Linked DNA regions of Mus musculus: regions 1, 2 and 3 are each linked to region 4. The links are chromatin contacts, called in public promoter capture Hi-C maps. All regions are on one chromosome and are shown on one strand. The core of a region is the stretch at or near the end of the contact, and the rest is flanking DNA. Distances in the headings are between cores, read along the strand shown.

What was found. Promoter capture Hi-C pulls out the DNA fragments that hold promoters and counts their contacts.
Region 1: a promoter capture Hi-C map of the HPC-7 cell line shows a contact between it and region 4. The contact joins the promoter of Mfsd2b here to the promoter of Dtnb in region 4. A contact is called at or near these places in 6 of 39 promoter capture datasets (the C10 cell line, the HPC-7 cell line, cranial neural crest and 2 more) and 1 of 484 Hi-C or Micro-C datasets (bone marrow-derived macrophages).
Region 2: a promoter capture Hi-C map of liver shows a contact between it and region 4, with 3 times the contacts expected there. The contact joins the promoter of Itsn2 here to the promoter of Dtnb in region 4.
Region 3: a contact with region 4 is called in a promoter capture Hi-C map of liver, with 4 times the contacts expected there. The contact joins the promoter of Fkbp1b here to the promoter of Dtnb in region 4. A contact is called at or near these places in 3 of 39 promoter capture datasets (liver and pre-B cells), 1 of 484 Hi-C or Micro-C datasets (regulatory T cells), 1 of 115 datasets of contacts at active chromatin or transcription factors (embryonic stem cells) and 3 of 9 other capture datasets (adipose tissue, liver and pancreatic islet).

The regions. Positions count from the first base shown.
Region 1 is chr12:4,872,787-4,875,644 of GRCm38.p6, reverse strand. Mfsd2b (major facilitator superfamily domain containing 2B) reads left to right here and starts at 1,286. Exons shown (of 14, transcript NM_001033488.2): 1 at 1,286-1,374. The coding sequence starts at 1,309.
Region 2 is chr12:4,591,665-4,594,604 of GRCm38.p6, reverse strand. It overlaps Itsn2 (intersectin 2), which reads right to left and starts at 1,597. Exons shown (of 40, transcript NM_001198968.2): 1 at 1,373-1,597. It overlaps Gm3625 (predicted gene 3625), which reads left to right and starts at 874. Exons shown (of 1, transcript NR_169069.1): 1 at 874-2,940.
Region 3 is chr12:4,840,304-4,843,003 of GRCm38.p6, reverse strand. It overlaps Fkbp1b (FK506 binding protein 1b), which reads left to right and starts at 1,431. Exons shown (of 4, transcript NM_016863.4): 1 at 1,431-1,605. The coding sequence starts at 1,569. It also overlaps a transcript of Wdcp not described here.
Region 4 is chr12:3,570,820-3,573,729 of GRCm38.p6, reverse strand. Dtnb (dystrobrevin, beta) reads right to left here and starts at 1,339. Exons shown (of 18, transcript NM_001162465.2): 1 at 1,083-1,339.

The sequences.
Region 1 (2,858 bases), core at 37-2,536, 1.3 Mb before region 4:
CAGTGCTCACATATGTATGTATGAGCTCATAGGGAGGTGCAGGAAGGGCTGCCTCATGGTCAGCTCTGACTCTAGCTATTTCAGATATAACAGTTAATATTGAACTTTGATGGCCATGTAATGCTTTGTGGAATTTCTTTTTCTTTTCTCTCTTTCCTTTTTATTTTTTAATCTCTTAAGATCAGCAAACCTCATATAGAACATTCAAAATATACAGAACAAAACACAAAACAGGGTATGTGGTTAGCATGGCCTTGAGCCAAGTCACTTCTCTGTGTTGGTGATTGACAGGTATGAAACAAAATGGCTAAAGCTATTTTGGGGGTGGGGTGGGGTGAGCAGACCATACCAAGCACACCGAGGAGAGGAATCCAAAGATCCAGTGGCCTCCGAAGTCCATCTCCAAGAGAATGTAACGCCGCAGCACATCAAAGTTGACACATTGGAAATCTTTCTCTTAAGTTGGCTGGCCCTAGCCGGGCGTGGTGACGCACGCCTTTAATCCTAGCACTTAGGAGGCAGGGGCAGGGGGATTTCTGAGTTCGAGGCCAGCCTGGTCTACAAAGTGAGTTCCAGGACAGCCAAGGCTACACAGAGAAACCCTGTCTTGGAAAAAAAAAAAAAAAAAGTTGGCTGCCCAGCCCCTTTACTCCTAGGAGGAATTTTTTGGGTTTTGGGTTTTTTTCCCCCCTTGGGGGTAGGGGTCGACTAATTTCTGGGACCCATTGTTTCAGTAGTCTGATAATACAAGGAAGGATAGTCACACTATTTTCTTGTTAGGTGTTTATACAGTGTGGTCTTTTGCCTTTTGAAAGTATGTCCTGGGTGAGCTATCACACCCACCACACTTCATTCACCCTCCAGGACTTGGTGGCACAGCTGTAGTTGCAAGTCCCCTATAGGAAAAGCCTGGGAAATGTGTAGTTCGGGCTGAGTCCACTCAGCCACAGTTTTAATCTGGACAAGTGAAGTGCTTTATTTAAATAGGTTTATTTGCTGGCTTTCACCCAAGGCGGGGTTAGCTGAGGGTTTCTGTCTACAACATGTCTGCCAAGAAACAAACAAGATCGTCCCTGAGGACTTGACCGCTTTTTCCCAGGTGTATGGAGATTGGAGTTCCTCCTTGGAGAGGAGGACCCGAAGCTTCGAGGTCCTGGGTATCCCCACACTGCTGCCTCAGGTGGCACGCGGCTACTAGAGCTCCCGGAGGGCGGGCTGCCTGCACAATGGGACCACGCCCACTTGGCCAGATCCACCCTCCCGATAGTGACTGCGCTGCGGCAGCAGTCGGAGCTTAACAGCCACGGGATGTCGGTGCCCCATGGACCCACCCCCGCTCCTGTCGCAGAGCCTCACACCCAGGAGCCAGGCTCGGTGAGCGTCAGGGTGGGAAGAGGGAAGCCGGGCTACTCAGCGCTCCCAAGAGCAGGGAAGAACCTACCACAGCACTTTGTCCAGTTGTTGGGTAGTGTGTGGTTTGGCGCCACTGGGACACCCCAGAGAAAATAGGAAGGCATCCCAAGTCCTAGTGTGAAGTAACACAGCTTTATTCAAGTAGGCAGGCTGGAAGGACCAGATCTCCAGTGTCCTGACTGCAGATCCTCCTGGAGGCTTCTTAGCCCAGCGAAGGGAGCTGCCTCCTTTCCCCAAACTCCTGGTAGCTCCGGTTGACTTAGCCTCCCTCCGAAATTGTGGTGCTCGCCAGGTACCAAGTTCTCCTTAGAGGATTCTCCGGATGCCCAGGCAGGGGCTTGAGAGATTTGGGTAGAGGGGAGATGGGAACCCAAGGTCCTTAGACCCTCTGCGTTCTCTTCGTGGCAAAAAGTGGCCCTCAGTTGGGAGACCCCGTGCCTAGGTGTGCCTGTAGTCTCAGTACCTGACTGGGGAGGCTAAGGCAGGAAGATTTCTTGATGTTCTGGGAAATATAATTAGAGCTATCGCCTTAACAGTTAGGAAAAGTGGATGAGTAAGAGACATGGCCCGGTGGCTGCAGATCTCAGATGGTAAGATGGTACTGGGGGTGGGGTGGGACCTCACCTCTCCCAGAATTTAGAGAACTGAGGTGATATGTGATATTAATGGAAAAAGGAAAAGAAACCTAAGACTGCCATGAAGCAGCAGTGTTTGACTACGTTAATAATGCTATGAGGTGCATGTCTTCATTTTGCTTATCAAGCAACAAGTTCCGCAGGTCACACAGCCAGTTTGTTCGCTCCATGTAGTGTAGTGTAGATTCCATGGACTCTATGGGGCTGATGGGGTAAGGAGACCCAGCATCACTCAGTGTGTGAGTCTGTCTCATGTCAGTTTCAGCTGGAGTTTGTTGTAACGGCCTTTCTATTATCTCAAACCTCCACAGGCCCATTTAGGGTAAACAAGAGACTCATTAAAGGATGGGAATCCGCTCACACTGGATTCTGCCTGTAAAGTTTTTCTGGCAGTTGCAATGATGTCCACACAGATGTCAGAAGAAGAATACATCCAGCCTTGAGTGTGGTTTTTCTCCTAGGGTAGGAAATGTGTGAAGTTTGTGATATGCCTTATCTAGGAAGACCTTTCCCTTCCTCACAGCCTGCCTGTGGTGGTGTCTACAAGATACTGAAATGGACGAAGTCCACACTCCCTCCCACCCCACTCTGCCCCCAAAGGATGAAAAAAATAAAATGATTCCTAGCCTTAGTTGAAGATTACTTTACAGCATCCTCATAGCCATTCACTGCTTAGAAACATTGAGCACCTACTGTCCGCTTGGGAACTAGAGGCTCCACAGTGAGTGAAAGGGCTTACTTACATAGCGCTGGGGAGGGGTGGGAAGTAATCGAGAGTATACCAGCCAGCTGGGCAACCTGGGGTGTCAG
Region 2 (2,940 bases), core at 348-2,847, 1.0 Mb before region 4:
TCTAAGTTTGGGCAAAAGGTGTGTGTTACTCTGTTTTTGTAAAAATGCATTTTTAAAGTACAAATCCAATCCCCTGAATGTACATATCTCCTCACACTCAGGAAATATCGGGATTTGAGCCTTTGGATATGTTGAACATTTTTTTAACTTCGTTAAATGGTTACCAGCATTACTTGGAACAGCAGCAGCACACCAGTCATAAGAATAACCGCCAACGTAATGGCAAGCACATAACTGAATTTTGCAGGCCTCCCATCAACTTGTATAAATGTTGTAGGCCATGTTTCTAGATTGCTTTTAGGTTTTAGCACTGGATGACAATACAGCAAACCGTGAAAGGGAAGTTAGCAATTTCTCAAAGGCTTAAGCACCTAGTTTGGCCTCCAGTCTGTACTACCTAAACTAAGCTAACAACACAAAATTCCAAGTGACACCTTGCGTCCCCTGAGGAAGTAGGAAACGCCGTGAAACAGACAAGAAGCACGGAGTACGGCAGTAATTTCTGTGTCAACTTGAATTCCTATTGTAAAGTAGCTGGGTCTATCCAAAATGTTCCTGTTCGTTATGAATGCAAGTTTCAAATGAGTGTATTTGCCACGGACAATCACTGAATAACACAGAGCATGACCAATACCTGCAAACAGTGTCTTTCAGCAGAATGAAACTTGCAGCCTCGGTTTACCTACTCACTATGCACTTGTAGGTGCCTCTTCTCCCTTAAATAAGCAGTGAACTTTGGCTACAGAGACTCCTCGCTGTGCTTCCTATATATACCCTAGAAATGCATAATGCAGAAGTCAGCGCTTAACAGTTCTCAACTTTAGCTGTTATAACGCGAGCAGTGGACGCCAAGCATCCGCCCACTGTCCTCTCGTGACTCCGGCTACTTTGACGCACCGGGATGCGGCTCACCTGACACTCTGCAGCAACCCTGACCAAGGAGGAAAAAGAAAAGAAAGGAAGAAAGAAAGAAAAGAAAAGTCAACTAAGCCAAAATAAAATAGGTCCCCAAGGCAACGCGCACCCAGCCCAGATGCCCCTAAGGAAAGCCCGGAACCCGGTCGCCACCAGCGATAGGCGGAGGCCGTCACCTGCCAAGCGAGGCCGCGGCAAGGGGCCCGGGCTTCCCGGCCTCTGAGAGGAGCGGCCCGCCCGCCCCGCGGCGGAGGCAGGAACCCCGGGGCCGGAGGTTTCCGCCCGGCACGGCCGTCCTCGGCCGGGGCCTAGGGCGGGGGCCGCACGCGCTTCCGAGGACTGAACCCGGCGGTGCGCGGCGCGCAGCCCCCTCTGCCCGGCCCGTGGAACCCCGGGGGCGGCGGCGGCCGCACCTGCCCCGCGCCCCTCGGCCGCGCCGACGGGCGGCTTCACCCACCTGGCGCCTCGCGCACGTCCCGGCGCGACCCCGCGCGCTCCTCGACACCGGCGCGTGGGCGCGGCCAAGCTCCGGGAAGACCCTGCCGTGCCGCGGCCGCCGCCGCCGGGTCAGTCGTCAGGCCGGCCGCAGCGAACCTGTTGCGCAGCCTGTCACGGCTGCTGGGCTCTCAGCCGGCGCCGCCTCAGCCCCACAACAACATGGCGGCCGCGGCCTCCGCAGGAAGCCGGGGGGCGGGGAGGCGAGCGACGGGCGGGCAGTGACGGCCCGCCCGCCTAGCCGCGGGACACCTACTCCTCACCGTGGGGAGCGTGACACTGCGTGGCGCTCCTCCTCGCCCCCGGAACCGTGGAAGGCGTGGGCCGAAATGCTTCTCCTCCCGCCAGGTCCCGAAGCTCCGCGGCTGACAGCCCTTCCAGGAGCTGCCAAGACCCCCCACCTGGCTCCTCCTCTTCGAGGTGACTTGCCGGGGACTGGGTGGGACATTTCCTGCCACAGGACCCTAAGGTTTTGGAAAGGGCCAAGAGATGTCCAGGACATCCCCGTTGGACCACACATGGAGCTTGCTGTCTCTCAAGCTGGAACCTTCTTATTCACTGAAGGTCTCTTCGTTAACATGTGAGCAAGCCTTTCCTGAGAATGGGGAAGTTAGAGGTGCAAAGGAGTTGCCTCCACCTTTGCTGCAGATCCTTCTCAAGGACTCTCCTTAAAGGATTTTACCACACCCAAGAGTTAGCTGTCCATTCACCATCACACACACACACACACACACAGAGAGAGAGAGAGAGAGAGAGAAAGAGAGAGAGACAGAGACACAGAGACAGAGACAGAGACAGAGACTGAGAAAAAGCATCCCTCTGTTCACACACAAGAGCAAGCTCATGACAGACAGGAAGACCGTCCCGGACTTTTCTGCTTGCAGAAGCTAAACATCCTTACCCATCTAATAGGAGAAACTCATACTTAGAACTTATTTCTATTCTGTGGTTTCCTCACTCAAATCACCATTCTTTATCTGCTGTTTGACAGAGGCAACAGCACCCCCTGGACAAAAAAAAAGCTTTCTTAAGGTTGAGGATGAGGAAATGATGGTCCCTAATGGGCAAAATGGGAGTGTAAGGTTTCCATGGAAGGAAGTGTACTGAGATGCAAAACTCATAACGTAAACTGGTGCGTGCCTGTAACCCCTGCACACAGAGAACGAGTCGCATCAGTCTGACTGCTGAGAAGGATTGTGAATTTGAGGTCAGTCTAGGCTATATAAAAATTGTTTTTTAAAAATCCCATAAATAAATGGATGTTTTCAAACATTAGTATCCCTATGATTTCAATTGAAATGTGAGAGATATGTGTAGATCAGATGACCCCAGGCTTCACTGACCCCTGTTGGGGCTGATGCAGATAGAAAGTCTGACTTGAAAGAGATTGCGGAGATGCTCAGGGCCAACTGAACTGGACAACCAACTCTTAGGAGGAATTTAGCAAACATTGATGGTGATAAACAGGGTTTTCTTGCTCTCACGGTGTTTTCTTAACTCTTCAATTAGCCCTTGGCTTGCATTTTGGTG
Region 3 (2,700 bases), core at 182-2,681, 1.3 Mb before region 4:
AAAAATTGGTTGGCAAGAGGGAATCGGAATTCTACAGTCAACATGTGTAAAAAGTTAGTGTTTAGTTTAGAGGGGAGTCAAGAACTCCACATTTAAAAATCCCATAAAATATCACTCCCAAAATGTAAATACATCCGTTTACCTGAAGCCAGCCTCGTAGGCCTGCCCAAGTAGCAGATCTGTTCTACCCCGATCTCAAAGTACCTGCCCAAGGCCATAACCAGTAGGGGGGTGAGGGTCAGGGTTGGAGGGTGGGGTGTCTTAAGCTTTTTTGTTTGTTTGTTTGCCTTAAGCCCTGACGACTCTAGGGCACACACACGGGTTTTTTTCTGATCCTAACGTGCACAGTACCGTAAACCAGCTTTTCTGAGCACCAACTTTAGTCCTTGTATCCTGGCAAGCTAGTATCTGCGAGCTAGCCACTTGGAAGAGTGGAGATGGAGAAACTGAGGAAAATGCGTCAAGTTCCAGTTCTGGGCCTTTGAATAAATAGGTCCTTCTCCCATACTCACCTCCCATTGGCTCTTGTCAGAAACAAATTCAGATCTGTGCAACGGGTGTAGAAAAGATGGGGGTGGGGGGCATTTCTTAAAGTCTCCTTCAGCCTTCAAGCAAATGTTTTCTCCTCCCAATGTATCTTCCTAGGGGCCATGGACGTAACCTCTGTTAGCTTAGCGTGAGTGAACAGGCCCTGGCTTCCCTGGATTCAAGTCCCAGGACCAAGGAAGCGGAATTCGGATTGGGGAAGGACAAAAGTATCTTTTTAGATCCTGGTTTGGTTTGGGTAGAGGTAAAAGAATTCATTCATTCCTTCTATAGCATTCACCATTCAGGCTGTCGCTGTATCTTCAGCACAGAGCTGATCCTCCTTTAATTCAGTTGGAATCCCCAGGGAGCAGTCCTTTACCTTGAAAGGTGAGACCTCCAATACATATACCTGCTGTAAAACTTTGAGGAATGATGAATGTGGTCTTAAGGTGGTTGAGGAAAATTCGTCAATAATTGGTTTCTTCCCTTCGCCGGCTCTGCTCCAATAGATTCGGGAAGCCTAACCCGGGTAGGTATCAGTCTCGGGTGCTTCCGTTTTACTCTGAACCCCACGGCACTGAGCACACGTATTTAAAGAGTTAGTTTAATTACCGACTTTCTCCTAGTCTGTAGGATTGAGTGGACTCCCTGGGGCTTTGCACCCTGTAGGTGCTAAATAAATATACACTGAGTGGATAGATGTGTGGATGTGCTAGTGCCGGCACGCCTCGCTCACCCTGCCTCCCCTTTCAGCCAGTGGGTTAATGGTGGTTAGTCTGGCCAGGATCCGGAGCAGCCACGTCAGGGTCGCTTCCCTCGGGCTCCGCCCCGGCCGACCCCACCTTGTCGCACAGCTCCACCCCGCCGCCCCCTTCCCGGCGGCCCCTCCCCGCGCAGGTCCTGACTCCAGCCGCACCTCCTCCGGCTCTGCAGTGGCGGCAAGAAGGCGAGCGGGAGTGCCTGCGGGGTCCGCGCCAGAGCGGAGCCGGGGTCGGGGCAGCCGCGAGGACCCCCTTGGAGGCGGGGCCTGTGGGACCGTGATGGGCGTGGAGATCGAGACCATCTCCCCAGGAGACGGTACCGGGCGGCTGGGCCCGGGAGGAGGAGGGGTCCCGGGGCGGAGTCCGCGGGCTGGGATCTGATTCCGAGGTGGCTCCGGGGACCTGAAGCGGGGAGAGGGTCAAAGATGCGGGCGACAGGAGGAGACCTCCTTCCCCGATTCTTGTGGGTTTCAGAGGACAACGCACCATCCCATTCTGCGCCCGCTCACCTTGGGGAGTGAAGGCGGCCACCTTAGGGCAAGGGGGTTATGTCCAGCCACTGTCCTAGGCTGCGGCTGCTATCTCCTGAGCTGCAACCTCTCGATTAACCGCTGCTACTGACTTCCCAGGTTTGAATTTCTGTTCCGTTTTTCCTGTTCGGTTCCAGGGATGATCTCGCTTTGGGGGTTCCTGCTGTACAGAGAAACCCCTCCTATTGCACCACACCTCCCCGCCCCTCTTGTCTGGAGGCCCCCAGGGCTGGGCAGTGGTTAGTTGTGGAGAGAGCCAATTTGGGAGCCTGCCACTCCTTTGGCTGCTTCTGCTTCCTATTTCACCCTCCCGGTCCTACTCACCCTTCCTGGTCATCTGCCCTCTACCATGCCCTCCTCAGTCAAAACCCAGCCTTCGGACCTGCTGCTTGATCCTCCTGGGGGGTCCATGGTGCCGGGTCAGCCAGGTCAAAACAACTCGCGTTCCATAATTTGGTTCATCGCCCCACCCCACCCCCTCCTCCCAGTCTATCTATCTCTGGGTTCCCTGTCTCACCAAGTTTCCTCAACTATTTAGAAAACTGGGTGTATTCAACATATTCAAGGAGTAGCTATTTCTTAAGCAAAATTTAATCCAGACCAAAAGCCACCCCCAAGGTCCAGAGTGTTTAACAAGCAAACTTGCTGTTGGATATTATTGGCATGCTCCTTCGCAGGGAGTTAAAGGGCTTCTTGGTTACAAACCGAGGGCTTCCTGGAAGTACCCGATACTGCCCAGATCACTCCTTGCAGATACACGTTTCTTCCCAGGCCTTGTCACCCACACAGCCTCTGAGCTGTCTCCCCATCTTCGTTCTCCCCGCCTTCCATTTGACTTCCGTTCTCAGTCCCCTCATTTTTCTCACAGGTCCCCTAAAATG
Region 4 (2,910 bases), core at 90-2,589:
GAGTGGCCACAGGCCACCGGAGTCTGCCACCTAAGCCACTGTTTTAACCTACCAGTGCCTGGGTTACCTGAAGAGGCAAAAAGAGAATCCGAGGACCAAAGGAAGTCCAGCGATCATCCCTAACTCTACAGAGACTGACACTCAAGCCCCTGCTTCCTCCATCCATTCTGCAGTGGGCATCCACTGTAGGGCTGCTGGGATCCAGGCCACATCCGGAGGACTGAACAGAAAACAGGCACGGAGCTTAATTCTAGCTGGGAAGGCAAGATTCTTCTTCCAGATTTCTTCTCCCCCTCCCCACCCCTCTTTTAAATGTCAGTAAGATCCTTCAAATCTCTTCTCAATAGTTCCCACCAGCTTTCCTCAACTATCTTACTTTCTCCACAAACCAAGCAACTTACGGCTCCAGTTTCCCAGGGCTGGGAAAATCCTAAAGGGACCTGAAGTGAACAGAACAGGAAACATGAAATAGAGCACTTTACATTTTGTGTGCATACTTTCACAGCCGAACTGTCAGCACTTCAACAGCAAAAGATGGCTGAGAGTGATAAAGTCGTGACCCAGGCGCTGACCGCGGTTCTCTCCTGCTCCGTAGCTAATCAATAAACGCTTGCAGAGAATGCTGGAAGGTCTCCCTGATTCCCTAAGGCCTGGCACAGAAATTTAACAGCAAGCATTCGTCAGCTGCATCCTCCCTCTTCTCCGGACACTGTGCCCAACAGGGGTGACCTGGGTGGACAGGTTCGTCTACCGGGAGCCTCGGGGGACACTGAGAGGTGATCTGGAATGAATTCCCTTCCCTCTGCCAGGGCCTGCCTACCTCACCTGCCCTCTGCCAGGACCTGCCGCCTTCGCCCCCTTCAGCACCTAACGCGGAGCCTCCTCCCCGCCAGCCGGGCTCAGGATGCATCAGCAGCGCGCGCAGCCCGGCTCTGCGCTCCGCGGGCCCCCGCGCGCGCGGGTGACCGGAGAGCCCTCCCCGGCCCGGCGTGCTGTCTCCCAAGGGTCGCCGCTCCAGGGCCGCGCACTCCGCCACCCCGCAGCCCTCCTTCTCGCTCCTCCAGCCCCGGCGGACTCCCCACCTGGCTCGCTTCCCGGCCGGAGCTGAGGGGCCGTCGCGTGGCTCTCCGGCGGCCGCAGCCTCCTCCAACCCGGCCCCCTCGGCTGAGGCGGCTGAAGCAGCAAGCAGCGACTGAGGCGGCGGCGCCCACTCAGGCCCCGGAGCCGCCCCCGCGGCGAACGGAACGGCGCCGGCTCGCGCCGCTTCCCCGCCCGGCACGCGCAGCGAGCCCGCCCCCGGCGCGAGGGCGCGAGGGCGCGAGGGCGAGGGCGGGTGCGCGCGGAGGGCGGGCGCGCGGAGGGGCGGGGCTTCCGCCGCGAGAGGGGGCGGGGAGGCGGCCGAGTGCCCTCCCGCGGGTTCGCGCGCCCCCTCCGGGCCTCTGCTGTGCGCCGGCCGCGGAGGTGGAGGTGGACTTGCCCTTCCACTCCACAGGTAGCTGCCGGGCGGCTGCGTGCTGCGCCGACGTGACTGCACCTTAAGGAATGCGAAGAAACACCCGGTGAATCATTGCCTCGAGCGCGGGTCCTCCCCCGAGTGACTTTCCACATTGCCTCAGCAGGCTCGCTGAGCCCTGACTCCGCGCCTGGTGCCCGATGGACACGATCCGGGTCACGGCCCCTGGTCCCCAAGAATGCATAACTTAGGGAGAAGAGCAGCCTTGCGAAGGACCGAGTCTGGTCCCCTGCGCAAAGCCAAGCCACAGCCGGATGCGGTGAGAGGATGAAGGAGAGACATTACTTTCCGCTTAGTTGTTCAGTAGTTCCTAAAAGTGGGACTATTTAGACATTAAACAGCTTGAGCAACGGAGCAGGGGCGACAAAGCTTCATTTATTTATCTAGCATCTATTTATTTATTTATTCATTACCAACTCTTTTTTTTTTTTTTTTGGTTTTGGTTTTTCGAGACAGGGTTTCTCTGTGTAGCCCTGACTGTCCTGGAACTCACTTTGTAGACCAGGCTGGCCTCGAACTCAGAAATCCGCCTGACTCTGCCTCCCTAGTGCTGGGATTAAAGGCGTGCGCCACTACCCCCCCCCCCCCCCCCCGCTTCATATCATTTTTTTAAAGGACTTTATTTTATGTGTATGAGTGTTTGGGCTGCAATGTGTGTGCACCCTGTGAGTGCCACCCCGAGGCCAGAAGAGTGTGAAATGACACCTGGATGCTGGGGAATCAAACCCAGGTCCTCTGATAACATAGCAAGTGCTCTTAACTACTTAGCTATCTCTCCAGCCCCTCATATTGCCATTTTTTATAGAAGCTTTTCCAAACTCTCTAGGGACATCAAAGTCTTCTTTTAATGGCTCAAAAGATAAATGTTTTCCCTCAACTTTAAGACAGCGGCATGATCCATTAGACTTTTGGTGCGTGTGGATGTGCACATGTTAAGGAAAGCAGCAGTAGGCCTGTGTGCTTTAGGGATGCTTTTTGAAGCCTTCTGGCACCTTATGGAAAGGCAGATCATGCCACCTGCTTCAATCAGACTGGCAGCCTGCCTCTAGGACACCCTTTTCCTCCTCTTCTCACAATCTATTTTTAAATTCCCATGGTGAAGGCAGTGCTGTGCTGATAACTTAGAGTAAGTGAGGTTTTTTGTGTGAGAGGGGATACATTACTTTTCACACATGAATTGTGTGACTGTTTTGCATGTTTGGAAGAGTCTCACTGGTTGCTAGGTGGTGGCTGCTGTAACCATGTAAGGATCCTCAGACTATGTCAAGAGACCTTTAGTTTCTTACCATGTGTTGAGCTCCTACTATGGGGAAGGCATTGATGGGTAAAAACCTTGACTCTGTTGCAAAGAGGTAGAGTATGAAACTGAAGCTACAGGAACCAGCACGGTGCCTCAG